Regions from separate parts of the Mus musculus genome. Here all the other regions are linked to region 2. Evidence: chromatin contacts called from public HiChIP or PLAC-seq and promoter capture Hi-C data. All regions are on one chromosome and are shown on one strand. Each heading gives the region's core, a stretch centred on a gene start, on an enhancer-like site or on the middle of the called end of the contact. The rest is flanking DNA. Distances are from core to core; before and after follow the strand shown.

Region 1 (5,076 bases), core at 223-2,722, 160 kb before region 2:
GCACAATACAACAGCACTTAAGGTCATGCTTCTAGATTCAAGGGTTGATGATCAATAGTTAGAACACACATAATGACGCATATCAGAAAACAATTGTGTGTTTTTAACAGATTCTAACTTCTTCTGCTCATTTTCCAGATCTTTGTGAGGCATTCTTGGATCTTCAAAATAAATTCTCCCTTTCTATTGCTTGTTAGCTGAGGGTTTTAATTAATTAAATAACCAGAAAAATTAGAAGACAAAGAAATAACACCAAAATGTTAGACTTTTGTGGAAAATACAGGGCACTTAAAATACAAGGCATTTAAATTGCACAATTTAAAGTACCATCATTACTAACCTTTCTGAAAGGTGCATAATGGAAGTATGAAAGTGTTTACAGATCGGGACTATCTCTTGTCGCTCAACCTTAGTGAGCTCCAGAGTTTCTAGGAAATTCACAGCTACACGTTCAAGAGCATCTTCAGGCCACGGCTGGAAAGAGAAAGAAAAATGTATTAAAGATGAGCAGCCTCAGTGCAGGCATATACGTCGAGATGTCACCTAGGGGAAGAGTTTAGGGTTATGAAGAGGTTAGGGCTTAATGAGAATCAAATAGACTGAGGGCCCAATGCTTTTTAGATTTTTTTATACATTAAAATGAAAACAAGGACACACGATAAGGACTAAAGACTTGTTGCATATTAAGAACATAATTATCCCCTTCTCCATCTCTCTACATGGTTGTCCATTAGGCATCTTGATTTTAGCATGTTCACTATAGACAATGCTGTCTGCTCAATATCTACTAGCCCCTTCTCCCATATGAGAAAGAGGAGAAAACCCTTTTTTAATTTGGATTTCTGTCACTGGAAGTCCTTCATAATCCCTATCATAACTCCAAAACTGAAGTTTTTTGGTTTTTTTTTGTTTTTTTTTACCCAAAAGTTCTTTTTGCCAATCTTTTCTGCCTCAGTGAAGTGCTTTCTTCTGCTCTGTCCTGAACTATGTCAACTGCAGTCTTGCTCTTGGACCTTTCTCTTGCTGTGTCCTCTGACCAGAACCTTCTTTTCTCAGACTGTGATGTGGCTCACTTTCTTACTTCCTTTATGTTTATGCCCCAGATGATGATAAAGTTCTTCCCAGAATGATCTGTCTAGAACAGCCTTCTTCCTGTTATTTACATGACCTCTTGTGGTGAGTGTTATCTTCAGAACTTACTAACCGATACCTCACACACCATTTACTTGTTTGTCTGTTACTGGCTTCCGTTCAACCCTTGACAGAAATAAAACCCATGGAAGCAAGGAGTGCCTACAATGATACTTGACAACTAACATTTTAAATGTTTAATTAAACAGTTTATGCTTTTTTACTTTTTTGTTAGAATATTTTCCAGATTTCCTTTCACTCAGTTTCAACAAGATGCTTGTAATTCTTTCCTTTTAGGGCAGTGTGCATTTTAAGGTCCTCCTTTTTGGGGATGGGGAGTTGAGGACAGGATTTCTCTGTGTAGCTCCAGCTATCGTCCTCTATCTCTGCTTCCCAAAGGCACAGCCCACTACCCTCACGTCAGCAGGCCTCTTTTAATTAGAAGTCCTGAACCAAAGGACAGTATTGCTCTTCTTCCAAATAAAGGAGCACTTAATCCTCTCTGACCGTCCTCAGGCTGGCACATCGGTTTTACTGTCGGCTTCAGAGTTCAGAAGACCTCAAAACATGAGCTCTTCAAGGTCTTGAGCCTTGTGGCCTCCATACTAGAACTGTGGCACTCACTCTTCAAGGCCCCCACTTTGTGAGGTGAAGATCTTCTAAGGCTCCATAATCATGGGGACCAAACCCATTCATAATCCTCCCTCTACACACACACACAGACAAACACACACACACACACACACACACACACACACACACACACCTTTCTGTATTAAATTTTGGGGCCTATAGGCATGGACTCCGTGTTTAAGAGCATTAGCTATCCTAGAGGACCCAGGTTTGATTCCCAGAATCTATGTAACCATTTACAACTGTCTTTAATTTCAGTTCCAGATATCTGATGCCCTCTCTCCACCTTCTTGGGCATAAGTGGTACACTGACATACATTCAGGCAAAATACCCATACACATAAAATTAAATTAAACTAAAAATGATTAATTAAAACATGTGTAGCTTAGAGGAAAATGCTACTGGCCCAATGGTGGTTTCAGCCACTTTTTGATTAAACTGGAGGCCTGCTCTATAGGAGGACACACACACACACACACACACACACACACACACACTCCTCAAAGGGAAGAGTTAATTAGTTATTATAATACATAGTTGACACACAATTATATAATAGAAGTTTTATTAATCCCATTTATACAATATATGCGGGTAATTACATATTTTGTTAATTCATTCTCCCCCCCCAAACACTATCTTATGGTTCCATATCACCTTTTTATGTAACTGATTCATCTTAATACTTTAGAAATTCTCTTTCTTCCTCAGTCTACACTTTGCACATCAATGTTATGTGCCTTCCTTTTCCTGCCTATTGTCTTTCATGTCTTCTAGTCTAGACTATGAACTCTTTCTAGGAAACACATCATCTTCTCAGCTCCTACTAAGTGAGTACTAGAGCTTCTCCTAAGTACTATTCCCACCATCATACTAACTGAACAATGAATATTAGTCATTGCTAATGACTAATTAGCAATGAATTATTAGTCAACTAACTGCTGAATATTAGTCAAGCTTAAATAAATTTGATAAAATTCTAAGAATTAACAACTCTGTTCTCTCATTACAAACAAAACAAAACAAAATAAAGCAAAACCAACCTGAAACCAATCAATAGTACAACAATTGATGAGGGATGGGAACTGTCTCAGACGATTTCGGAATGCATCTCCAATAGGGCTAAAGGCCACTACGATGTGCAGATTATCTTTGCAACGGTTCACGAAGAAGGCAAACAGGGCTAAGGGACTGAGTTCACCATGTTTATTGCCAGCCTGAGCCACTGGACGGACACCCTACAGAAGAGAAAATAGAAACCTTATAAATAAACACAGATTTACTACAAGGAGATTATCAGCTATCAACTGTTAGATATCAGTTTTGCATTAACTGTCATTAAAATTTTATTTTTATGACAAAGGGATGATTTCGATTTAGTTTATGCTTACAAAAATCTCTGCCTGCACTATAATTTTGCAATTTAAGATAAAATATCTGTCAAGAATTTACCAAGTAAAGTTAATCAGAAAAATTTATCAAGACTACATGTAGGCCTAAATGCAGCATTGGTTTCAAGAGGAAAAATAGAAGCTACTACAATGCCCACCAGTAAGAAACTAAACTCACAAAACATCCTTACAACATTTATACTGGATTTTACATAACTTTTTAAATAGCAAAGTGAAAGCAGACTCAGAAAGATAAATATTGAATCCATACTTTCTCTCATAAGCAAAATTAAGATTTTATATGTGCATATATATTACACATGTATAATAAATATAATTTCTCCACAGTAGAAATGTGGAGAAAGGAGACTACAGAAAGGTTGAAGAGAAGAAGATAATAGGAGGGAAAGAAAAATAGGCTAAATACCAAAAATTTTCCTCTCAAATGTAGAATTTAAAGTAGAAAGGGGAGTTTCTGGGGGAAGAGAAGGTCCAGAGGAAGGAGATGAGCTATGTACAGTGTCATAAGAAAAATCTGTTAGGTTTATATGCATACTAAAGTAACAAAAACAAAACAATTAAGACATTACCATGTGCTATGGTAAGATCAGCAAAATAAAATAAGTGGAAAAAAACCAATCAAGTTATGTAAGAATACATAGAATCTGAGTCTATTGCGTTAAGTTTAAAACTATGTAGTCTGGAGACAAGGTATGCCCACTGGTCTAAGAGCAGCACAGCTCTTATGGGGGTAACCAATCACTTTCTGATCGGATCTGAGGCCTGCTGCTCAGGAGAGATTCATGTCTGGTACTTATCCACCCCCCCCTCCCACCCTAATCAAAAGCCCACGGCTCACGAGGCCATACGCCTAAGGGGAAGCCTGCTACTGCTGTTTTGTTAAATGGGTCTGTTGTCAAACTACTGTCTAAATATTTATGCTCATTTCATAAGTCATGGCTGCTTTCAACCTTGATCAGAGAAAGTTACTTTTGGCACGGGACCATGGTTGATGCAGAAATGCATCCCTGGATAAAATACTGTTGAGTTCACAGACCTACAGGGGACATCTCTATCATGCCCTGCCCACCCAAAGGCTCAGAGAGCATCATAGGAGAAAAGTTGAGCTGGGTGTAGTGTGGAGCAGAGGGAGGAGTGCTGTCAAATGCTGTCTTCTGGCCATGAATTGCACTCATGAACACAGAAGCTGTAATTACCTGCACAAGGTCAAGCCAGTCAGCATCCCAGCATGGATGAAGGAGGGCTTACTAGTCTTCAGCCCTAGCTGAGGTGCTAGTGGCAACTGATTATTGCTGGAGAAGGGAGAATCGATCGATTTTAGTCAGAGGCGTGTACTCCTCCATTCCCATGTGCATGCTGGCAGCAGTAACTGGATTTGGCGGCATACAAAAATAAACAAAGAAAAGAAGGAAGGAAGGAAGAAGACAGACAGACATGAAGAAGGAGAGGATTGTATGTGACAGGTCTGAGGAGGGAAAGGGGGATTGGTAAATGGACATAATCAAGATACATTGTGAAATTGTGAATACATGTAAGAAATTGTTAAAGGATATACATATTTTTAAATATATAGGCTGGATGTGGTGGTGTATACACTAGTAGTGTATACTAGTGGTGTATACACTTAGTAGTGCCGAGGTAGAAGCATACTAGTGTGATACCCTAAGCTGAGGTAGGAGACCAGCCAGAGCTACATCAACGGGGGCCCAGGTTTTTTTTTTTTGTTTGTTTGTTTGTTTTTGTTTTTTAAGGTATATGTGAGCTTGCTATGGTGCACACCTGGAAGTCCTCAGATCTCAGATGGCTAAGGCAGGCAGACTGCTTGGTCCCAGCACTTGGAGCCCAGCCTGAGCAACACAGAGAGATCTCATCTCCAAGGTGTACACAGGGACTAGAGCA
Region 2 (4,986 bases), core at 296-2,795:
TGGGTTCTAAGGATCAAACTTAAATCCTCATTCTTGCATGGCAAACACTATACCAACTATGCTATTTGCAGACTTTCTTTCTCTAAGGCCTTCTTAAATCCTCACAATTGCTAGCCAAGTACTCTTATCACTGAACTGTACCCTTAGTTTGTGTTTCTTCTTCTTTTTTAAAAAATTTTATTTTATCTGTATGAGTACACTGTTGCTGACTTCAGATATACCAAAAGAGGGCATCAGAACTCACTACAAATGGTTGTGAGCCACCCTGTGGTTGCTGAGAATTGAACTCAGGAGAGCAGTCAAGTGCTTTTAATCACTGAGCCATCTCTCCAGCCAGTTTGTGTTTCTTGATATTAAAAATAAAAGTGTTCCTAGTCCTTTCCCTCCAATATGTATTATCAAAATCATACTATTGCTTAATCTCTCAAGTTTCAATTATATAATTACAAATGGGGCTATAAGTCAATTTAATAAAAGTATAGCTTCAGTAGTGGCATTTACAGCTGGGCATGGTGGTGTATGCCTTTAATCCCAGCACTCAGGAGGCAGAGACAGGCAGATCTCAGGAATACACAAAGTAAATCCTGCTTCGAAAACCAAAAACAACAAAAAGGCATTTGCTTATTACTTTCAAGCTTGTGGATTAAAAACAAGCTTTCCACGAGATTTGACATTGTCAGAATACTTCTTGAAAAATAAAAGACCGTGCAAACAAAAGGTCTGGGCTGGCGAAATGGCTCAATGGGTAAAGTTGCTGCCAGGCCTGACAATCTGAGTTCAGTAGAGTTGAAGGGTCTTTCTTACAGACTAGTACTCCCGGGGCTCCCTGTTCCAGTCAGATAGGACTTCGTTTTGGTCTACAAATAAACCAAGATCATTCGTATTAAGAAATAAAACTCTCGGCGAAATTTAATCTTCAAATTAAGTAAAATGGGGAGGGGTTTAGCGTCTTCGTTTAAAGAGTTCTTAAAGTTTTACCTGAGTCCTATAATTTTATTTGCTAAACCTTTCAACCCTACAAAGACAAGGTCTTCCAAGCTCTTTACTACTTAAACCACTAACAGCTTTCGAAAACATGTCTGTACTTTTTCTATCATTTACTATGCTGTGTAGCTTTGACTCAGTCTTCCTGGGTTCCAAGGCGGATAGGAAACCTACCTCAAAACCTAACAACAACAAAAGCGCGAGGCTCAAGTACATTATGCATCTTGTGTTTTGTATCCTCAGAGCTCACAAGCTGGTGGAAGAAGCCGGCGGGCGGCTCGGAGCTCCTTAGCTACCACAAGCTCCACACTTGTCGTGCTTAGCTTCACTCGACCCGCCACACCTCGAAAGACCAGGGAACAGGTCCGCCAACTGTGCAGAGCGGACGTTGCAATCCTGGGGAGGAGGCCGGCGCCTACACACAGCCATAACCGGAGCAACTGGAAATGACAGAAAGCCTAGTGTTTCCCGGAGGCACCGCCCAGTCACTTCCGGTTCCGTAAGCCTATTGTTCCCGCCCTCAGCCTACACTTTCAACAAAACTTCGGGTTCTGGTAGCTCCCTCGGGCACTCTTATATTTCCTTCACTCTTCGCCTTTTACCCATGTTGAATAAAAACACCAAGGCGCTCGAAACTCGAGACCGGCGGTCAAGACAAGAAGGAGCTGGCAAGTGGCCTTGGCGAAAGTGCGAGTCGGGAACACCGCGCGCTTGATGCTCACACCCCGGCTTCTGCTTGCCGCCGACCGGAAGTCCACGGTCTGAATGGGTCTTGTACCCGGCCACGGCCGCTCCTCCCGGTGGACTTGACAGCGGGCGACTCTGGATCTCTGATCTCGTCGGCTGCCAGGTTCATGTGGAGGCTCCCGGGCCGCAGCGCGCTTCGTGGGGTCCGGTCGGTGGTGGAGCGGCGCAGCCGGGCCGAGGCAGGGACTCACGAGGCGGTGCGCGCCATGGAGCGCGCGGTGGTGCGCTGTGTGCCCTCGGAGCCCAAGCTCAGCCTGTCTTTCGCGTTGGCCGACGGCAGCCACAAAAACATGCAGAGGGACCAGAGCGAGCCTCTGGGCCGGGCCCTCAGCCGGATCGCTACCAACGCCCTCAAGGGACACGCAAAGGTAGCGGCCGCCAAGAAGAGCAGGAAGAACCGAGCCCACTCGAGCGGTGGCGCGGCCTGTGAGGCTACAGGGCCTGAGCCGGTTGCGACCTGCGAGCCGGTGGTGAAGCTGTACTACCGGGAGGAGGCGGTGGCCGAGGATGTGCTCAATGTGGACGCCTGGCAGGACGGAGCGGTGCTGCAGATCGGCGACGTCAAGTACAAGGTGGAGCGCAACCCGCCCACCTTCACGGAGCTGCAGTTGCCGCGCTACATCATGGCTGGCTTCCCTGTGTGCCCCAAACTCGGCGTGGAATTTGGGGATCCCGCCAGCTCCGTGTTCCGCTGGTACAAGGAAGTCAAACCCGGGGCGGCAGAACCTGGGGACAGCGGCCCCGCGTCCTCGTCTCACTCTTCGCAGCCTTCAGCTTGGATCGAGACCGGTGTGGACGAGCGCGTCTACACCCCGTGCAATGCAGACATCGGGCTCCGGCTCCGGCTTCACTGTACACCGGGCAATGGGCAGCGCTTCGGGCCAAGCCGGGAGCTAGAAAGCCTGTGCCCGGTGGAGGCCGGGCCTGGCACCTGCACTTTTGACCATCGACATCTGTACACCAAGAAGGTGACGGAGGACTCTTTCATCCGCACTGTCTCCTACAACATCCTGGCAGACACGTACGCCCAGACTGAGTTCTCTCGGACGGTCTTGTACCCGTACTGTGCCCCCTACGCCCTGGAGCTTGACTACCGCCAGAATCTCATACAGAAGGAGCTCACAGGCTACAACGCAGACCTCATCTGTTTGCAGGAGGTGGACCGCGCGGTGTTCTCCGACAGCTTGGTACCGGCCCTGGAGGCCTTCGGGCTGGAGGGCGTGTTCCGAATCAAGCAGCACGAAGGCCTGGCCACTTTCTACCGGAAGTCCAAGTTCAGGCTCCTTAGTCAACATGACATCTCTTTTCAAGAAGCCCTCAAGTCGGACCCACTGCACAAAGAATTACTAGAGAAGCTGGCTTTGAACCCATTAGCACAGGAGAAGGTCCTCCAGAGGTCATCTGTCCTTCAGGTCAAGTAGCTCTGCTTGTTTTCTTCATACTCGCCCAGGATTAGGGGTTGCCGGAGTATAGGGGGTTGGGTATTAGTACTCGTCATTGGAAATACGCATTTCTTTAAAGTGTTTTTGCTCCAGCATCTTGAAAGTGTAGCCTGTTCCTTAATTCAGCACATTTTAACCTCTCCTAGTGTGCCTATCCTGCCGCAGGTTGCCTTCAACAAGATGAATAGAGACATTCCTTAGTGTTTACAATCCAGGTAGACATAGTAACTTGTCACGTACCGTTTTAAGAGCACTTTAAAGCACTCCCAAGTCTAAGTCCCTCCTGTTTTAAGATGTTTCGTCTCTATTGTTAACTAGTGTGTAAGAAAAAGTAATTGGCTTATCTGTTTTTACAGATACTATCCTTTTTTAATAAATGAGAAAATGTTCCTAATGTCCTTATGCTAGTTGAAAGAAGTATGAAGGGCTGGAGAGATGGCTCAGTGGTTAAGAGCACTCACTGCTCTTCCAGAGGTCCTGAGTTCAATTCCCAGCAACCACATGGTGGCTCACAACCATCTGTAATGGGATCTGATGCCCTCTTCTGGTGTGTCTGAAGACAGCAACAGTGTACTCACATATATTAAATAAATAGATAGATAGATAGATAGATAGATAGATAGAATGGGATCTGATGCCCTCTTCTGGTGTGTCTGAAGACAGCAACAGTGTACTCACATATATTAAATAGATAGATAGATAGATAGATAGATAGAAAGAAGTATGAAGCCAGGATTCATAGCCACTTGACAATGTTAGCATTATTGTTCAGGGTGTGAACGTAGCTTTAATCTGTGGGTTTGTGTTTTGTTTTATTTTATTTTGTTTCCTTTGTTGAATTTTGTTGATATTTTTGAGATGAGGTCTCACTGTGTATCGGTGGATGTCCTGAACTGGATATGTAGGCCAGTCTAGCATGAACCACTGAGAGTCACCTGCCTCTTAAGTGCTGGGATTAAAGTTGTGTGCTACTAAGCTCATCGTCTTTAAGGGCATTTTCAGAGTTTTTTATGTAATGGGTTTTGTTCTGAGTAAAGGAATGTCTACCCATTTTCAAGCACCACTGTGTTCTGTGCACTCTTATGTAAGTTCATTTAATTGAATACACACATCTATGAGGGAGGTGATATGGTTTCTTTACCTTACTCCGAGGCACAGTGCTGTAAATGCTAGACTGTTCAAACAGATCTGACTCCAGGACAAGTAAGTGCTTTCACACTTGAAAACAGTTTAATCTTTTTTTTTTCTTTTTTTTTGGTTTTTCGAGACAGGGTCACTCGGTAGACCAGGCTGGCCTCGAACTCAGAAATCCACCTGCCTCTGCCTCCCAAGTGCTGAGATCAAAGGTGTGCGCCACCACTGCCTGGCAGAAACAGTTCAATCTTAAATTTATCAACTACAATGTATTTTTTCATAATGGTGTATATTGGATGGTTACTAAAATGTTATATTTACTCATGTTACATACCTTAAAACTTGTAGTGTCAGATTTAAAACTTGGTGTCTTAGTTTTCAAGAGATTGTGGAATGAAATAGCTCAGCCTGAGAGTCAGGTATTATGGCACCTGCTTTAATCCCAGAACTTTGGAGGAAGAGGCAGATGACTTTTATGAGTTCCAAGGCCAGGCTAGTTTACATAGTGAGTTCTAGGACAGCCAGGAGTATACAGTGAGAAACTGCCTCAAACAACCAACACCAAAACCAAAAATACTTTCAGGAGATCGGCAGACACCAACTGAACATTGATGTTTCCTATTACAGATTTCAGTTCTTCAGTCTACAACAGACTCTTCCAAAAAGATATGTGTTGCTA
Region 3 (5,030 bases), core at 1,421-3,920, 220 kb after region 2:
TTCTGAACCCCTCTCTCTCTCCTCCTTATTCCTCTTCCTCTCGTTTCAAACAAAACCAAACCAACCAAAAACCTGTTCCCAGAATATCTTCTATAGCAAGAATTCCTTTAGCTGATTTTACGTCACCAGAAATGAATCCCACTGTACCAATCTGAATTTTAAAATGCATGTGTGCAGCCCCTTCTGTGAAGTTCTAACGCCTTATTTCTGCTGGGAGTTGCCCGTCTCTGAGGAAGATTAGTTGCCAACTTGATGTTGAATTCTAGTTCTAATTTCATTTAATTATAACTTCATTATAATTTTAGTAAGTTTATTTTTGGCATTTGCTTTTTCAGAATCAACCAACTCTTCAGGTGGCTTTGGCTTGTTTCCATTTATAATCTTAGAGAGGAATGCTGGGAGGACTTGTTTCACTTACCATATGATTTCTGGCAAATTAGCCCCCTTTAGCTTTCCTTTCTTCATTTATAAAATGAGATGGTTGTACATACCTCATGACACTTTTAAAGCTGAGTTGAGATTATATTCACCTGAGCTCGCTGCTCTTGTGAGCTGGAGGGAGGAGACACACGATGTCTGACTCTGCAGGGACAGCTGCAGAAGCTTGCCTGGAGTAGCACTGTCCCCTCCTCCCTCCTAGGCATGGAGCAGCGAGCCAGCTGAGCTAGCTTTGTTTTCTCAGAATCTGGAGTTTTACTTGTTAATTAACAGTATGCATGCCATTTACATTATTTTAATTGCTGGCATGTTTGCAATTAAGCACATTATTATAACAATATTTCATGATGAAACTCCGTTTTGAGATTTAGAAATATTTTTTGGGTTGGTAGTTGCAGAGCAGATAGTCTAGTTCTCCTCTAACCTGAATTTACCTAGGATTCTTAGTTGTACTTATGTCTTAGCATCGTGGTTAGTTGTCCTTGTCATCTAAGGAAAATGTGTCTCTGGTGTTAAGAACCTAATCTTTGCACACCTGAGTCGTCTTCTTTTTTTTTCCCCCTCAAGATTTATTTATTTATTTATTATTTATTTAATGTATATGAGCACACTGTAGCTGTACAGATGGTTGTGAGCCATCATGGGGTTGCTGGGGCTTGAACTCAGGACCTCTGCTCACACCAGCCCTTCTTGCTGCAGCCCAAAGATTTAATTATTATCTGTAAGTACACTGTAGCTCTCTTCAGACACACCAGAAGAGGGTGTTAGATATCACTCTCTTACGGATGATTGTGAGCCACCATGTTGTTGCTGGGATTTGAACTCAAGATCTTTGGAAGAGCAGTCAGTGCTCTTAACTGCTGAGCCGTTTCTCCAGTCCAATAGCTATATTTTTAACAGAAACTTTAAAACACCAAGACAGCTGAAAGTCTTCTTGTGAGTATGTCACTTTATTCCTTATTTCTATTTTAAACCACATAGTAATGTGGTACATAATTTATTTCTGTGAACCAAGAAATAAGCTTAGTTCTCATCCAGTAGGGTTTTGGCAGATTCAAAATTTTAAAATTTACAATTTTATCATCCTATACTTTATGACTAAAATAAATGTTTAGATGATGGTCCCTCGTGTAGTTAAGATGATTTTGTTGCTAGTTTTGCTTCCCAGAATAAGCTCCATATAGAAGTGCCCAAGGAGATAAATTAGATTAAAACTCAAGGATGTTCATAGCAGCAGGTTTATAATAGTCCCAAACTGGAAACAACTCAGAAGACTTTCAATATTAGTGAATAAATGCACTATGATCTGTTGGGTGACAGAGCATAACATGTAAGAATATGCACTGTAGTAGTTTATTTAGGAAGTTAAACCCTGAAAGTTATATTTATTTAGTCAGGTATGTTTGGGTAGTGTGACTAAAGAAATGCGAAAGAGTGCACAGGGAGATAGCTTGCTTGGCAAAGTGCTTGTTGCACACACACAAAGGCCAGAGGGATGTCTAGTAGCAGTAGAAAAAAACGGCACAGTCACACATCCTGGTAATCCCAGATAAGGTGAGGCAAAGACAGGAAGATGTGTTGGCCAGCTGCACTAGCTGGATGGTGAGAACCAGGTTCAATGAGAAATCATCTCTCAAAAAATAATATGAGAGCAACTGAGGAAGGTACTCAGTGTAATCTGTGGCCTTCACATGCATGTGCACACATGTGCCCACATACCCACACATGAATACACATGAATACTGAGGAAGGTACTCAGTGTAATCTGTGGCCTTCACATGCATGTGCACACATGTGCCCACATATCCACACATGAATACACATGAATACTGAGGAAGGTACTCAGTGTAATCTGTGGCCTTCACATGCATGTGCACACATGTGCCCACATACCCACACATGAATACACATATACATACCAAGAAATGGAGGAAGCAAATAAATATGAAAGGGTAAGTATTACAAAGTCAGGTAGTCCTTGCCATTGTGGGAAGAGAACGTAGAGAGTTGATATCGACCTTTGAAGGTTGATAGAAAGGATCTGTTCTTTGACTGGGCAATGCCCTCAAAGAAATTCACTTTATAAATACCTACACCTTTTAAAACCTCTGTGTGTGTGTGTTATTTACACAATAAATACACATGACTAAATGTGGCACTATCCAGATGAGGTGGCACATGCCTGTAATCTGAGCAGTGAGCAGGCTGAGATAAGAGGGTTGCTAGAGCAACACGGCTGATAAGTGATAAGACCCTGCCTCAAGTAAATGAGGAGGAACAAGAGCATGGTAATAATCCCCACTCTAGAGTAATACTTAAGTATATCAAACAAACCAACCGTGGATTGGATTGGTTTGGCTTGGTTTGGTTTTTTATTGTATCTATTGTATCTCTTTCAATTGTGGCAAGTCAGATAACTCCTTCAAGATCTAAAGGATCTTCTGTTACATGGAAGTTCTTTCTTCTGATCTCTGATGAGGGGTAGGGGAAGTAGGCCATAAGCTGTTCTTTCTGTAGATTATAGGTATTGCAATAGAGCTTCTGTGTTGTTGGAGGTTTTATGTTTTGTTTGCTTTGTTTTTCACTTTCTCAAAATGAAAGGGAAAGTTTTGAGCAATATATTCTAATATGATACCCCCCTATTTATGGTTTTTCATGACAAGAGTTTTTCTGTGTAGCCCTGGCTTCTTAGAAGTTGAGAGCAACTTCAGGCTGGCCTCTGCCTCTCTGAGTTCTGGCATTAAAGGTGTAACCTACCATCACCTGGCTGAGTTTTTGATGTTTAAGACAATCGTTGTAGTTGAGAAAGACCAGAAGAGATGATAACCAGACAGATATGAGGCCTAGGTCAGATCTGTGTTGACACACCTCCCCATTCTCTTTAAACCAATTTCCTTGTTATCGTGTCTTTGTTATCCTGGTGCACAGTAATATTCGAAGGACTCCTTTTGTTCCCATAAGTAGTTTATAGTGAATTGAGGAAAGTGGAGGTAATGGACAGCTGCAGCATCCCGTCAAAGAGATTTGAATAAAGAATAGTGGAGCAAGAGAGGAAGGACACCTACATCATTTAGGAGAAAGGAAGAAAATAGAAACTCAGCTTTAGCCACAATGAGATTACGTCCCTGTGGGATTCTGCATGAAGATACCTAGAAAGCAGTTAGAGAATAGAGTTCTGGAAACTAAGAGAGAATATGACTTGCCATCAGCATTAAAAACAGTTCAGTTGCAGATAATTAATACAATGAATAGATGAATGCTATTGCCACTAGAAAAAATCTTGAATGCCAAATACACATATTTAAATTATATCCTCATGGAGAAAAAGGCAATGAAAGGCTAAGAAAGGAGTGGGCAGGCATAGGAAATGAATGGGCAGTCCTAGAAATAAAAGACACAGTTTTTAAAAGGCAGTTGAAAGCTTTTGATTAAATACAGTTAGTGAATCCATTTATAACAAAAGATTTAGGTCACAAGGACAAAGGGGTGGGGGAGACTTTAGCAAGTCATAGGTGTCAACAAAATTTTGGAATATTCCAAAAAAGTTAATCAGGTGTGAGAGATTTGGAATTGTATTCTGTTTCTTACTCTACAGGGGGTAGAGGGGAAAGTTTTGAATAGACAGCCCAGATGCCAAAGGTGCTCAGGACCCGGGAATCCATGTGGTGCTTTAAGCAAGGGTGTGGGTTTACCTAAGAGCAGTCTGTGCCTTATTTTCTTTACCCTGCGCCATTCAGGAGCTGCTGCTCACAAGTCTCCTGAACTGCTCTGTGTCCCATAAGAGCTTCTAGAACTTTGCAGGTTTGAGTATAAGAAAACCAGGACTTTATGAGCCAGGGAAGAAACAGGAAAAATGTACGAAGCAGAAGAAAGCTTTTAAGAAATGTAATTAATTTTTTCAGAAAGTTAGATATTTTATAAATAAAACAAGAAACATATTGTCTCTTAAAAGGTGTAGCCCAAGTTATTAAAATTATTGACAGGCAAGAGTACGATACTAAAGTTTTAAAAATCAGTACAAAGGTTTTTTAAAAAGTAAATATTCTAGACAATGAAAATGGTAAGAATTTTGAGTAAAAATTTTCTAAAGTAAATGTTTTAAAAAGAGAAGTGAGAAAAATGGGATGTGTGGAAGGACGTGGACACACATACCCACAGAGAATATACTTATGAATAAAACAGAATGTAAGACAGTGCCCCAGTGAAAGGTATTGATTCTATGCTGTAAATTAAGAAGATACACTGAATGTTCATTGACTTGTGTCTTAAAATATCACAGGCTAAACCAGAAACCAAGGCACACACTCTATTGTTCCATTTCTATGATCCATACAGGGTAAATAAATCAAGCAATAGGAAACAGATCATAACCTGCCAGGGCCAGAGAGGGAGGGTGGGGAACAAATGCTTAATATTTATTTGGCTTCTTTTGGGGTGGTGAAAATGTTTTAGGTGTTATGGCTGTACTAACGATTACTGAGTTGTTCCTTTAAAATGGGTACGGTCTATGTGAGTTTTAGTTGAGAGAGGATGGGTGGAGGGGAGTACAAAAATAATAGGATTGGACATACTGCCCAGTAGCACAGTACCCT
Region 4 (4,824 bases), core at 2,275-4,774, 150 kb after region 2:
TGATATGACTTTAGCCTTGCTTATTTTTTCTTTTTCTTTTTTTTTTTTTAGTGTCTTTTCTTGCCTTATGGCTCTAGGTAAGACTGGAATATTGTTGAATAATAATAGTCACTCTTGACTAGTTCCAAATTGCAGAGAAATGTTTTTTTTTTTTAATATATTTAATGTGACGTTGGGTGGATCTGGGTGGTGGTGTCGCACACCTATAGTCCCGGCACTTGGGAGGCAGAGGCGAGCGGATTTCTGAGTTCGAGGCCAGCCTGGTCTACAGAGTGAGTTCCAGGACACCAAGGGTTATACAGAGAAACCCTGTCTCAAAGAAACAAAAACAAAAACAAAACAAACAAAAAAAGATGTTGGGTGTAGGAGATAAATGTATATATATGTCATATATACAGTCTTTATCATGTTTAGATATACTCATTTTATTCCTACCTACTATGTTTAGGACTTCTGTCATGAAAGGATATTGAACTTTTTTTTATGATCATTCAAATTCTGGCTTCTAGTGTATTTATATAGCATAATGAATGTATTTGTTAATTTACATATACTGCCCCAAACTTGAATCCCTGGAAATAAACCAGTTTGGTCATGATGTGTGGTCTTATTAATGTGTTACTGGGAGTTCTGCCTTGGGGCTAGTCAGGGCAGTTGTTCTGTAGTCTTGCTTTTGAGTTGCCTCCTCCTTTGGGTTCTTAGAATGAGATTGGCAGTGTTGCTTGTTGTTTGGTGCAATGTTTTGATGAGTATTGGTGTGGGTTCTTAAAAGTTTAGCAGAAGTCAGCAGTGAATCCTAGTCCCGAGCTGTTTGTTTTGTTTTTGGTGTGTGTGCATGTGTGTATGCGTACATAGACTTTAAAATTATTCAGTCTACATTCAATCCCATTTGTCATGGGCCCGTTTTAAGTTTTTGTTTTTATTTGATATGTAGGAGTTCATCTGTTTCTTTTAGATTTTCCAGTTTCTTGGAATATAACTTGTAAAATATTATCTAATGATTCATGGATTTCCTTGGCACTTGTAACATTTCTCTTTTCATCTCTACCTTATAAATTTGGGTCTTCTGTTAGTTTGGCTAAAGGTATGTTGTTAGGTTTTGTTTTTATTTTTTTCTTGAACTGTCTCTGCATGTTTAATGTGAGCATTTATATATAAACTTTCTTGTTAGGACTTTTCTATCTGTATCTTTGAGGTTCTGGTAAATTGTGCTGTTATTTTCATTTGGTTCTAAGAATTTTAATATTCTACCTTGATTTTTTTTCTTTTTTCAATGGCTCATTCAAAAGTATTGTTCGATTTCCTGGTATTTGTGTTTTCATTGCTGTTTTCCATGGAGTGTGTGGTTGAGCATAGCTATTTATTTTGTGGCCAGGGAACATAAAAGAGAAAGAGGAGGTGACTGGTGTCACATACTGTTCTGCATGTTCACGTTTTCAGTGATCTAAGTTCCTTCTAGTGTGTCCTACTGTATAGAAGTTCCTTTATTTCCCAATAGTGCCATCCGTTGCATTGCATCTTTAACACCTGAGCTTGTGGTAGACATTCAGCATCCAAACCATAGCACTACTAGACTATGAAACAGACTAATTATATAGGTGAGGTAATCATGCTATTACTATCCTATTATTATACGTTTTGACCTCTATTTGTTGTTGATGATAATATATAAGATTATCATATAGCCCACCTTCCACCATCTTCCCATAAAAATCTTTTAATGGATTAGTTTCATTAAAAGATTTTTAATGAAAAGGTTAAAATTCTTTTAATGACAGATTAAAACCTGGCTTTGGACTTACTGTGTATCCAAAGATGACTTTGAACTCCTGGTTTGCCCCTACCTCCTGAGCACTGGGCTTACTGGCATGTGCCAACACACTTATCCAGTACTGAAGATCAAACCCAGGGCTTTGTGCATGTAAGGAAAGCATTCCACTAACTGAACCACTGCACTGCAGTCAGCCTAGCTCTACAGTATTTATGAGTGTGTTTACTTGGTTTCCTGATTCCATTGTTTTTAGCATCATGGAACCAAGACATGGTAAGAAAAGCTACTCTGTTTGCCTCAGGTCAACTAGGAAACAGGACATTAGAGGAAGAGGCTGTGTGCAAGATATACCCCTTAAAAGCTGACCTCCAGTAACCCACTTCTTCCAGTGAGGCCCAGTTTCCACCATCTTCTCATAAAAATCTTTTAATGGATTAATCTTTTGATTGTCAAAGCCCTCATGACTTATCATTTTCCCCAAATCTTACCTAGGAAGATTGCGTGAGACCCATTCTTTAACACATGAGTGTGAGGTTTAATTCCACATTCATGTTATACCAGAGCTGTCTTCTCAGTGACTTAAGGGATGTTCAAAGTAATAGATTTGGAGGCTCAGTGAGTTGGTGAGTGTGTAATTACTCTGAAATGCTTGATTGAGGGGTGTAGAGTATAATTAAGCATTTTGCTTTTAAAGCCTGTGTATTATACTTGTTGATAACTTGTTTGTTCTTAGTTTTAATTGTTGCTACTTTCATGAAGTCTCTGTTAATTGTCCATATACAGGAGTGTCTGGCGTGAGGAATGCCATACAGTTCAGGTATTCCTTCATAGGCTTACTTGTTAGTTGAAATCCTGAGTTAACTACATACTGTGCTAATGGATTGTGACTCAATCATTATGTATATTGGAATTTTGAGCTTTATAATACAGCATGAATTAGAAATTCAGTAGCCATAGCTGTTCTCGTAATTTTTTTTTAATTTTTAGATTTGTTTTTTTTCATTTTTAATTTTTAAAAATTTCATTAGGTGTTTTTTTCATTTACATTTCCAATTCTATCCCAAAAGTACCCCCTCCCCTCCCCTCCCACTCCCACTTCTTGGCCCTGGCTTTCCCCTGTACTGGGGCATATAAAGTTTGCCTGTCCAAAGGGCCTCTCTTTCCAGTGATGGCCGACTAGGCCATCTTTTGATACATATGCAGCTAGAGACATGAGCTCTGGGGTACTGGTTAGTTCATATTGTTGTTCCACCTATAGGGTTGCAGTTCCCTTTAGCTCCTTGGGTAATTTCTCTAGCTCCTCCACTGGGGGCCCTATGATCCATCCAATAGCTGACTGTGATCATCCACTTCTGTGTTTGCTAGGCCCCGGCATAGTCTCACAAGAGACAGCTATATCAGGGTCCTTTCAGCAAAATCTTGCTATGTAATTTTTTTTTTAATGTTCTGAGTTTTGAAAAGTTTGGAACTTAACTTTGTATTACTATTGAGAGAAAAAAATTGTTTGAGAAGACTTTGAATATAAGTGTGTATGTAACTACTGTGTGTGAAGTCTGTGGAGAAAGGCTTTCTGAGAGCTGAATTGTGTCAGCTTTTACTCTGCATTTGGCCAGTAATAAAAGTTTAGCTTAATCTTGAGCGTGTGAACTTTTCATTCAGCTTTCCCAGGCGTTGGGCTCGCAGGCGTGCACTTCATCTGCAGCCCAGAGCTGGGACTCTGGTGAGCTTTAGCTCTTTCTTTGCACAATGTTTATCTATTGTAAACTGTGGATGTCAAAACCCACAATCCGCACTGTCACTTCCTTTGGACAGTGCAGTTCTGCTAACATGGCTTCCACGAAACCGACTTTCTGAGTCTTGAAAACATACTGAGAGTGCCCTCCGAAAGTTAAGGTTTGATACATTTCCTGAATTACGACTACTTTTTAAGGTTTATTTTAGTGTTTTCAATATAATTTTCAAAACCCTGTTAAATGAACCTCTATTATTGTTACCAGAAAACTCCAAACGTTCTTTAAGCCTTTTGGCATGTCATTTAAACTGCTCAGATTACATCCTCAGAAGATTATAATTTTATTGTGTAGCAAAGGTTTCATAATTTATATCCTTTACTGAATTTAAAATTAATTAATTCGACATCATCTAATTTCAAATTTTGCTTTACATATTAGATTCAGATAATGATTATGGAAGCATTCTGATAGGAGAAATACAGAGGATAGTTTGTGGTTGCCTTTTTGCTGTGTTCAGAATCGTCTCGCAGCTTGAGCTTCTTTAACTGCGTTGCTTCAGCTATCTTGTTTCAGAAGAAAAGTGAGGTGAACTAACTAGTGATGCCTATAGTTACTCTAAACAGCACTTGGCTTTAACGAGCAAAAATTTATAGTAATTATGCTAATCAAATATTTAAAAAGCGGCACTCTTAGTGATGTTAACAAGTGTTTTGATTTTACTGGTTTCTTTATACTTTTCATATGTGATAATGCTTCAGTGTAAAAATGTCATTTTCTTCTCTGTGAAAGTTATGTACATGAGCTGAATCAGTCAGTAAGAAATGGTCCTTACTTTGTTTTAGTTGTCTTTATGCTGTTTTCTTTTTGATTGGCTTGAATTTAGGTTGGGAGGTTGTCTTGTTGATACATGGGTGTATGTATGTATGTATGTATGTATGTATATATTTTAAGTTTAGTTAATATTGAATAGATCATAACAGCTTATTGTTCTAAGTTTGGTTAATACTTAATTTTTTTTACAGTTTGATTTTCCATTTCTTCCTTAGACTTCTTAGATAATTGTGTCTGTTCTGATTTTCTTTTTTCTGTTTTTGTAATTACTTAAAGCTGCATGTTTATTTTGCTTTCTGACTCTGTGCTTGTACCTTCAACACGTTGACAATGATTTTCTGCTCCTCAATAAAGAAAGCCTGCTTGATCCTGTCACAGACACACTTGGCACACATGGAGCAGCTATAGGCCCTGCTTACCTGCATCTTTGTCTTAGACAAGCGCATAAGGACTACCCTGGCTCTCACAGCAGGCAACCCTTGCAGTCTG
Region 5 (4,851 bases), core at 416-2,915, 200 kb after region 2:
CTATATAATAAAACTATTATATGTCACATATTCCAATTTTGCTTATAAGACTCAGTGAGTTTTGGTAGATGTATATAGTCACTTTAAGCACTACTCTTAAAACCATTATATAATTTGTTTTTGTCTGCCTACATGAGGTTTAAGTCAGTTTAATAAACTAACCCATTTGTTGAATCCATCAATGATATGGTATTTTAAGAACAGAGAAATCAAAACTTGACTTTTTTTTCTATAAAAGGCCATAGTCTGTACAATTGGCAATATGTGAGAGGCTTGTCTATCAAAACCTTCAGTAGGAAAAGGAGTGAGAAGCAATATTATGCATTATATACAGAGAGACTGCTGTGATTTTATCAAAAGGTATTGGAGATGGAAGGATAAACAATTGTATGAAAGCTGTCCTGGAGAGCCTCCTGTGTGAGTCAGAGCAACTATATAGAGGGAGAATCAGAGAGGAACTCTCAAGTGTCAGCAGCCTTGACATGGGAAGAGTGCATAACATGATCTAAAGTATGCATCAGGGACTTCCAAGTCTCATGGCGTGTGGTTGGGAGATAGTTGGAGAGAGGAATTAAGAATAAGGCCTAGGTTTTAAAAGGCAGTAGACTAGGTGTGATATCAGCAAAGTAGGACAAATGTGTCAGTTTCTCTCCTCTTACTATTTCTGTACATTGGGCAGTTGACTTTCATTGTCTGTCAAGGAATTGAAAGTTTTTCTAAGGTAGTGCATACTATCACTAAACCACTAGATGTATTTACTTTTTTAGGAATTACTACTTTTATGAATGAAATACAAATTTAGATATGAGACCCACCAAGCTTCATATTTTTAAACAACTATTCTATTTGTTTTAACCAGTTACCCATGGGTGTATTGTTTCCACAATAAAACTTTTTCTACCAGATGGTATGGAAGCCCGACTTCGTTCAGAGTGAGTATAATTTAGTGCTGTGAAGTTTTGGATTAATTATCTTGGTTGGCAATATTCAGAGTGATGACATGCTGTTAATCTACAAAATTACTTTATTAAAAAGTATATATAGTACCTTTTGACATACTTCAGTTTTAATTACTTTTTTATATTATTTGAAAATCTAGTAAATAATAATGTATCAGAGATAAAGGTTATTTGTTTCCAAGTTTAATTTTACAATGTATATTTGAATGTATAATTAGTTGCTTTTTGCAATATTTAGGATATGTTAGTTACTGTGTTCCTTTTGATATAATAATATAGGACATTTTACACTGTGACTGCCTGTGGTGTTAATGTAGGCGTTATTATGTTCTAGAACTTGAAGATGTCAATATAGTTAGTTAGTAATTTTTTAATGGGAGTTAAAAAATAATCTCCCCAAAGTTGTATTTTATGTTTTAAATGAAGCAATATCAAGTCCTGCTATGAAATCTAGAGTGTAAAATGTAAACATAAGTATATCCTGTGCTTTTTACAGATTATCACTGTGAGGTATGGAAAGGGCTGGGAAGTATTTAAATATTAATGCTTATTTCTTTTAATTTTAGAAAGGCCTTTACTATGCTAGATGCTTGTTTCCCTCCTTCAAAAGAGCTTCCTGTCATTACAGTTTATATTTTACTAGTGGTTTGCATGACTTTGACTGTGCCAAAATGTCTAGAGTTTAAGGGAAAGCTGAGCAGGAAAGAGGTAAAGCAGAGTCCTTCCCTTCCTTCCTGTGGCTGTGATAGTCTCTCCTGGCCGCCAGCTTAGGACCTACTATAGTTTTGTTTTTTTTTTCTTTCTGTAATTTTATGGCCAAATGATGAATGGCAGAGATTGTAACATTTATTTTAATTACAGTTTACTAAAATGTAATTACAGTTTATTAAGTTGCAGTAAAGTTCAAGAACTTAACATAGCGGAAGCCTAATTTATGGGTCAAGGAGTAAACTTTCAGTCATAGACTAATTAGTTAGTCCAGCAGTGATACACAGCTTTTTAAAGACTAGTGTTTAGAGGTAGTTGATATGAAATGTAGTTAATATGAGATTATTTTTGATAGAGGTAGTTGATATGAAATGTAGTTAATATGAGATTATTTTTGATAGAGGTAGTTGATATGAAATGTAGTTAATATGAGATTATTTTTGATAGAGCTAAAAGCTTTGAGCAGTCATGTATGTCTTTCGTGTTGTTAGGTTCCATCTAATAAAATATGTGGGCCTTATCTTTGTGTGTGCATGCTTGTGTATGTGTGCATGTGTGTGCACATGTGTACACACCTTGGTGCCATGGCTTGTGTGGCAATCAGAGGACAACCTTGCTGTTGCTGTTTGCCTTTCAGCTTCTTTAAGGCATGGTTGTCAATGTCCTTCAATAGTTACAGTTTTTACCTGTTTCTCATTTAGTGACCATGTGTTTATGTTTGTATGCATGTCTGTTGCCTGCATATGGAGGGCCAGGGCAACCTCAGCTGTTGATCCTTAGGAGCTGTGTGCTTTGTGTTCTGAGACCGGATCTCATTGGATAGGGCCAGTGAGCCTCACAGATCTACCTGTGTTCACCTTCCAAGTACTGAGGTTATAGGCGGGCTATAGCACCTGACCTTTTACAAGGTTCTGGGGATGCTTGAGCAGTGGGGCTTTACCTACTAAAGCGTCTTCCTAGCCCCTGCTTAAAGGGCTATTAATATTAATAGTTGAATACATGCCAAGGCTACTATGTAAATAGTGTATAGTGTGTTTAAGATCTTCAGTAGGTAGTTCTGACTGTTTCTTAGTTTTGTTATATTTTATAATTTTCTACAACAAGAAATAGAAATTGCTTATAGCTTTACAAACAACACTAAATAATAATTTGCTTTCTAAACATTTCCTTGTTATACTCTTTGTATATACAAGAAGTTTTTCAACAATTCAAACAGCACGCTCATACCCCATATAGTTTCTGTAAAAAACAAATACATGTTATGTGACCTTTTTTAAGCCTTTTGGGGTTTTTTGTTTGTTTGTTTGTTTCTAGTTAACCAGATTTTATGAGGAAAGAGACTTACTTCTTATGTCACTATTTTAAAAGATTTTTAAAGATCTATTTGTTTAATTTAGGGTTTTTATGTTAATGTCTCTGTATATATACATATCAACAGAAAAAAGGGATGTATAAAAAAATGGTTGTCTCTGCATGCTAGGACTGCATAATTCTAGTTTAGTTTTTTATATTTCCCACATATTCCATATCTAACATATATTGCCTGTGCAGTCAAGAAAGATTAACTCATGTTTAAGACATCTATTTGAGTTTTATAGAGTGAAGAAGAATACCTGTAGTTACAACTTTAAAAACCTTCACTAGGTAGTAAGTTCCTTAGGGCCTTGTGATAGACTCTGGATGCAGGGGGTAAATTGATTATAATTCCTAAGACACAGAAATGTTATCAAATAAATACGGTAAAAGATTTATGCATATTCAGTCAAGTCGTAGTAAGATATCCTGGTGTGCAGAAAATGTGTGCTGGTGCTTAACTTTGCACTGTATATGCCATACCAGGTCAGTTTCTAGCACTCACACATGCTTTACCAATCAGCCTTCAAGCTGGTTGTCACTACCTTGTTTTCTGAGACGTAGAGTGTAGGAGGTGCAAGTGACATCCCTCTATCTGCCTTCAAGACACACATAGCATCTTACAGGGCTTTGTAAAATAGGGGCCCTGGCTTCCTTAGTTGCCCCTTTGTCATGAGAATAGGTGGCAGTTGGTTGGTTACTTTTGCATTGTTAAAGCCACTTGTTTTCATCAGCACATTTAACTGGTGAGGCCACTTCATGGGTACGGAATGTGAGCCTGTCTTGATTAGTTACTTAGCTGCTGAGAAGAGCCAGTGTCTAGTTGGTCTAGTTGGTAGGCTTTCTGAGCTCCTATGCTTAATTGCTGCTGCTTTTCTGTATCAGGCCCCAACAGGGATGTTATTGTGTTTCCTCCACTGAGTTTAGTTTCATCCACACACGTCAGCTTTGGTTTGGTCCACGGTGGCTAGGTGAAGAGCTTGTCACTGTCTTACAGCTTAAGTTGTTCTTCACTAGAGCACTTTGAAAATTATAACCTTGTTCTCCGATGGAACTTTACTTATTTAATTTTTAAAATTTATATGTTACAAATTAAAAATACATGATTTAAAAGATACTTCAATGTGTTGAAATGCTTTTTAAAAAGGGAGTTATCATAGCACTCAAATAGTCGGTTCCCAAAAGATGCTGAATACATTCTAGAACTGAAATTTATTTTAAGAAGAATTATGAGTAAAAAGTAGATTATAGATGTATTAGTTGGTTTTTAAAAATGTCTTAAGCCAATTGCCAGTCTTCTAACTACATGAGAGCAAATGCATGAATTTTGTGACAAGATACTCTGGTACTCTGGTGCCATTTCCTCTGTTTTCAGGAAATGAGATAAAAATTCTAAACTTTACTTTGCAGTGTCATCCATGCTCCATTACCGAGTCCTGTAGACAAAGTAAGTTGTGAATGGTTGGTTTCCAAATGCTGGGGATGGTTTCATTGACGTTTATATTTAATATGTCTTACCTAAAAAAGTTACTTCTATTTTTGTAATGAAGCAAATATGGGTATATAGTTAATATAACCTTCACTGTCTGGGGAATTTGGAATGAATGTTTCTTTGGACAAAGCTTTTGTAGCCCAAGTACTACTGACTGAATAGAGTAAATGTACTTGGTCGTGTGCCTAGCCAGAGGAAGGTGGGATTAACTGTTACCTTCTACTGAAGTACAGGTCTGTCTAGGAATCCCCAAGCTTTCTATCCAAAAGATGCACTGTTTACCCGTACAGCACAGGAGCTCTGAAATACGAACTACAGGGATTATCCTTTCAGTGCCAC

Evidence for each region. Promoter capture Hi-C pulls out the DNA fragments that hold promoters and counts their contacts. HiChIP or PLAC-seq counts read pairs in DNA pulled down with a chosen protein or histone mark.
Region 1: a contact with region 2 is called in an H3K4me3 HiChIP or PLAC-seq map of the SCID.adh cell line, with 12 read pairs. The contact joins the enhancer-like site here to the promoter of Pde12 in region 2. A contact is called at or near these places in 3 of 39 promoter capture datasets (the C10 cell line and hematopoietic stem and progenitor cells), 1 of 15 datasets of contacts at CTCF or cohesin (pro-B cells), 2 of 484 Hi-C or Micro-C datasets (the G1E-ER4 cell line and germline stem cells), 5 of 115 datasets of contacts at active chromatin or transcription factors (the SCID.adh cell line, bone marrow-derived macrophages, effector CD8 T cells and 1 more) and 1 of 9 other capture datasets (liver).
Region 3: an H3K27ac HiChIP or PLAC-seq map of extraembryonic endoderm stem cells shows a contact between it and region 2. The contact joins the enhancer-like site here to the promoter of Pde12 in region 2. A contact is called at or near these places in 3 of 39 promoter capture datasets (the HPC-7 cell line, embryonic stem cells and liver), 14 of 115 datasets of contacts at active chromatin or transcription factors (the 230-238 cell line, the SCID.adh cell line, bone marrow-derived macrophages and 6 more) and 3 of 9 other capture datasets (adipose tissue, liver and pancreatic islet).
Region 4: a contact with region 2 is called in a promoter capture Hi-C map of the HPC-7 cell line. The contact joins the enhancer-like site here to the promoter of Pde12 in region 2. A contact is called at or near these places in 16 of 39 promoter capture datasets (the C10 cell line, the HPC-7 cell line, HPC-7-derived erythroid cells and 10 more), 1 of 15 datasets of contacts at CTCF or cohesin (large pre-B cells), 2 of 484 Hi-C or Micro-C datasets (bone marrow-derived macrophages and embryonic stem cells), 8 of 115 datasets of contacts at active chromatin or transcription factors (the 230-238 cell line, the SCID.adh cell line, T-cell acute lymphoblastic leukemia and 5 more) and 4 of 9 other capture datasets (adipose tissue, liver, macrophages and 1 more).
Region 5: a promoter capture Hi-C map of the HPC-7 cell line shows a contact between it and region 2. The contact joins the enhancer-like site here to the promoter of Pde12 in region 2. A contact is called at or near these places in 19 of 39 promoter capture datasets (the 3T3-L1 cell line, the C10 cell line, the HPC-7 cell line and 12 more), 23 of 484 Hi-C or Micro-C datasets (the C2C12 cell line, the G1E-ER4 cell line, Sertoli cells and 13 more), 21 of 115 datasets of contacts at active chromatin or transcription factors (the 230-238 cell line, the HPC-7 cell line, the SCID.adh cell line and 12 more) and 3 of 9 other capture datasets (adipose tissue, liver and pancreatic islet).

The regions. Positions count from the first base shown.
Region 1 is chr14:26,822,292-26,827,367 of GRCm38.p6, reverse strand. Dnah12 (dynein, axonemal, heavy chain 12) reads right to left here. Exons shown (of 75, transcript NM_001370884.1): 46 at 2,809-3,003; 47 at 341-474. Among named protein-coding and RNA genes, the nearest start is that of Asb14, 70 kb to the left of the region's middle. Within about 2 kb of position 1,472, at least 23 of the 459 cell types and tissues checked have an H3K27ac peak or open chromatin away from gene starts, as enhancers often do. A contact at or near this core is called in the G1E-ER4 cell line, the SCID.adh cell line and pro-B cells, where this site is marked.
Region 2 is chr14:26,666,405-26,671,390 of GRCm38.p6, reverse strand. Pde12 (phosphodiesterase 12) reads left to right here and starts at 1,545. Exons shown (of 3, transcript NM_178668.3): 1 at 1,545-3,143; 2 at 4,935-4,986. The coding sequence starts at 1,839. Mir7672 (microRNA 7672) reads left to right here and starts at 1,783; the gene lies at 1,783-1,844.
Region 3 is chr14:26,444,356-26,449,385 of GRCm38.p6, reverse strand. The region is part of intron 13 of Slmap (sarcolemma associated protein); the gene reads left to right. Among named protein-coding and RNA genes, the nearest start is that of Gm34223, 43 kb to the right of the region's middle. Within about 2 kb of position 2,670, at least 2 of the 459 cell types and tissues checked have an H3K27ac peak or open chromatin away from gene starts, as enhancers often do. A contact at or near this core is called in extraembryonic endoderm stem cells, where this site is marked.
Region 4 is chr14:26,514,706-26,519,529 of GRCm38.p6, reverse strand. All of the region lies in intron 1 of Slmap (sarcolemma associated protein), which reads left to right. It also overlaps the pseudogene Gm2178. Among named protein-coding and RNA genes, the nearest start is that of Slmap, 18 kb to the left of the region's middle. Within about 2 kb of position 3,524, at least 71 of the 459 cell types and tissues checked have an H3K27ac peak or open chromatin away from gene starts, as enhancers often do. A contact at or near this core is called in the 230-238 cell line, the HPC-7 cell line, bone marrow-derived macrophages and 3 more, where this site is marked.
Region 5 is chr14:26,469,980-26,474,830 of GRCm38.p6, reverse strand. Slmap (sarcolemma associated protein) reads left to right here. Exons shown (of 23, transcript NM_001310445.1): 3 at 860-932; 4 at 4,431-4,467. Among named protein-coding and RNA genes, the nearest start is that of Gm24031, 25 kb to the left of the region's middle. Within about 2 kb of position 1,665, at least 1 of the 459 cell types and tissues checked has an H3K27ac peak or open chromatin away from gene starts, as enhancers often do. A contact at or near this core is called in the HPC-7 cell line, where this site is marked.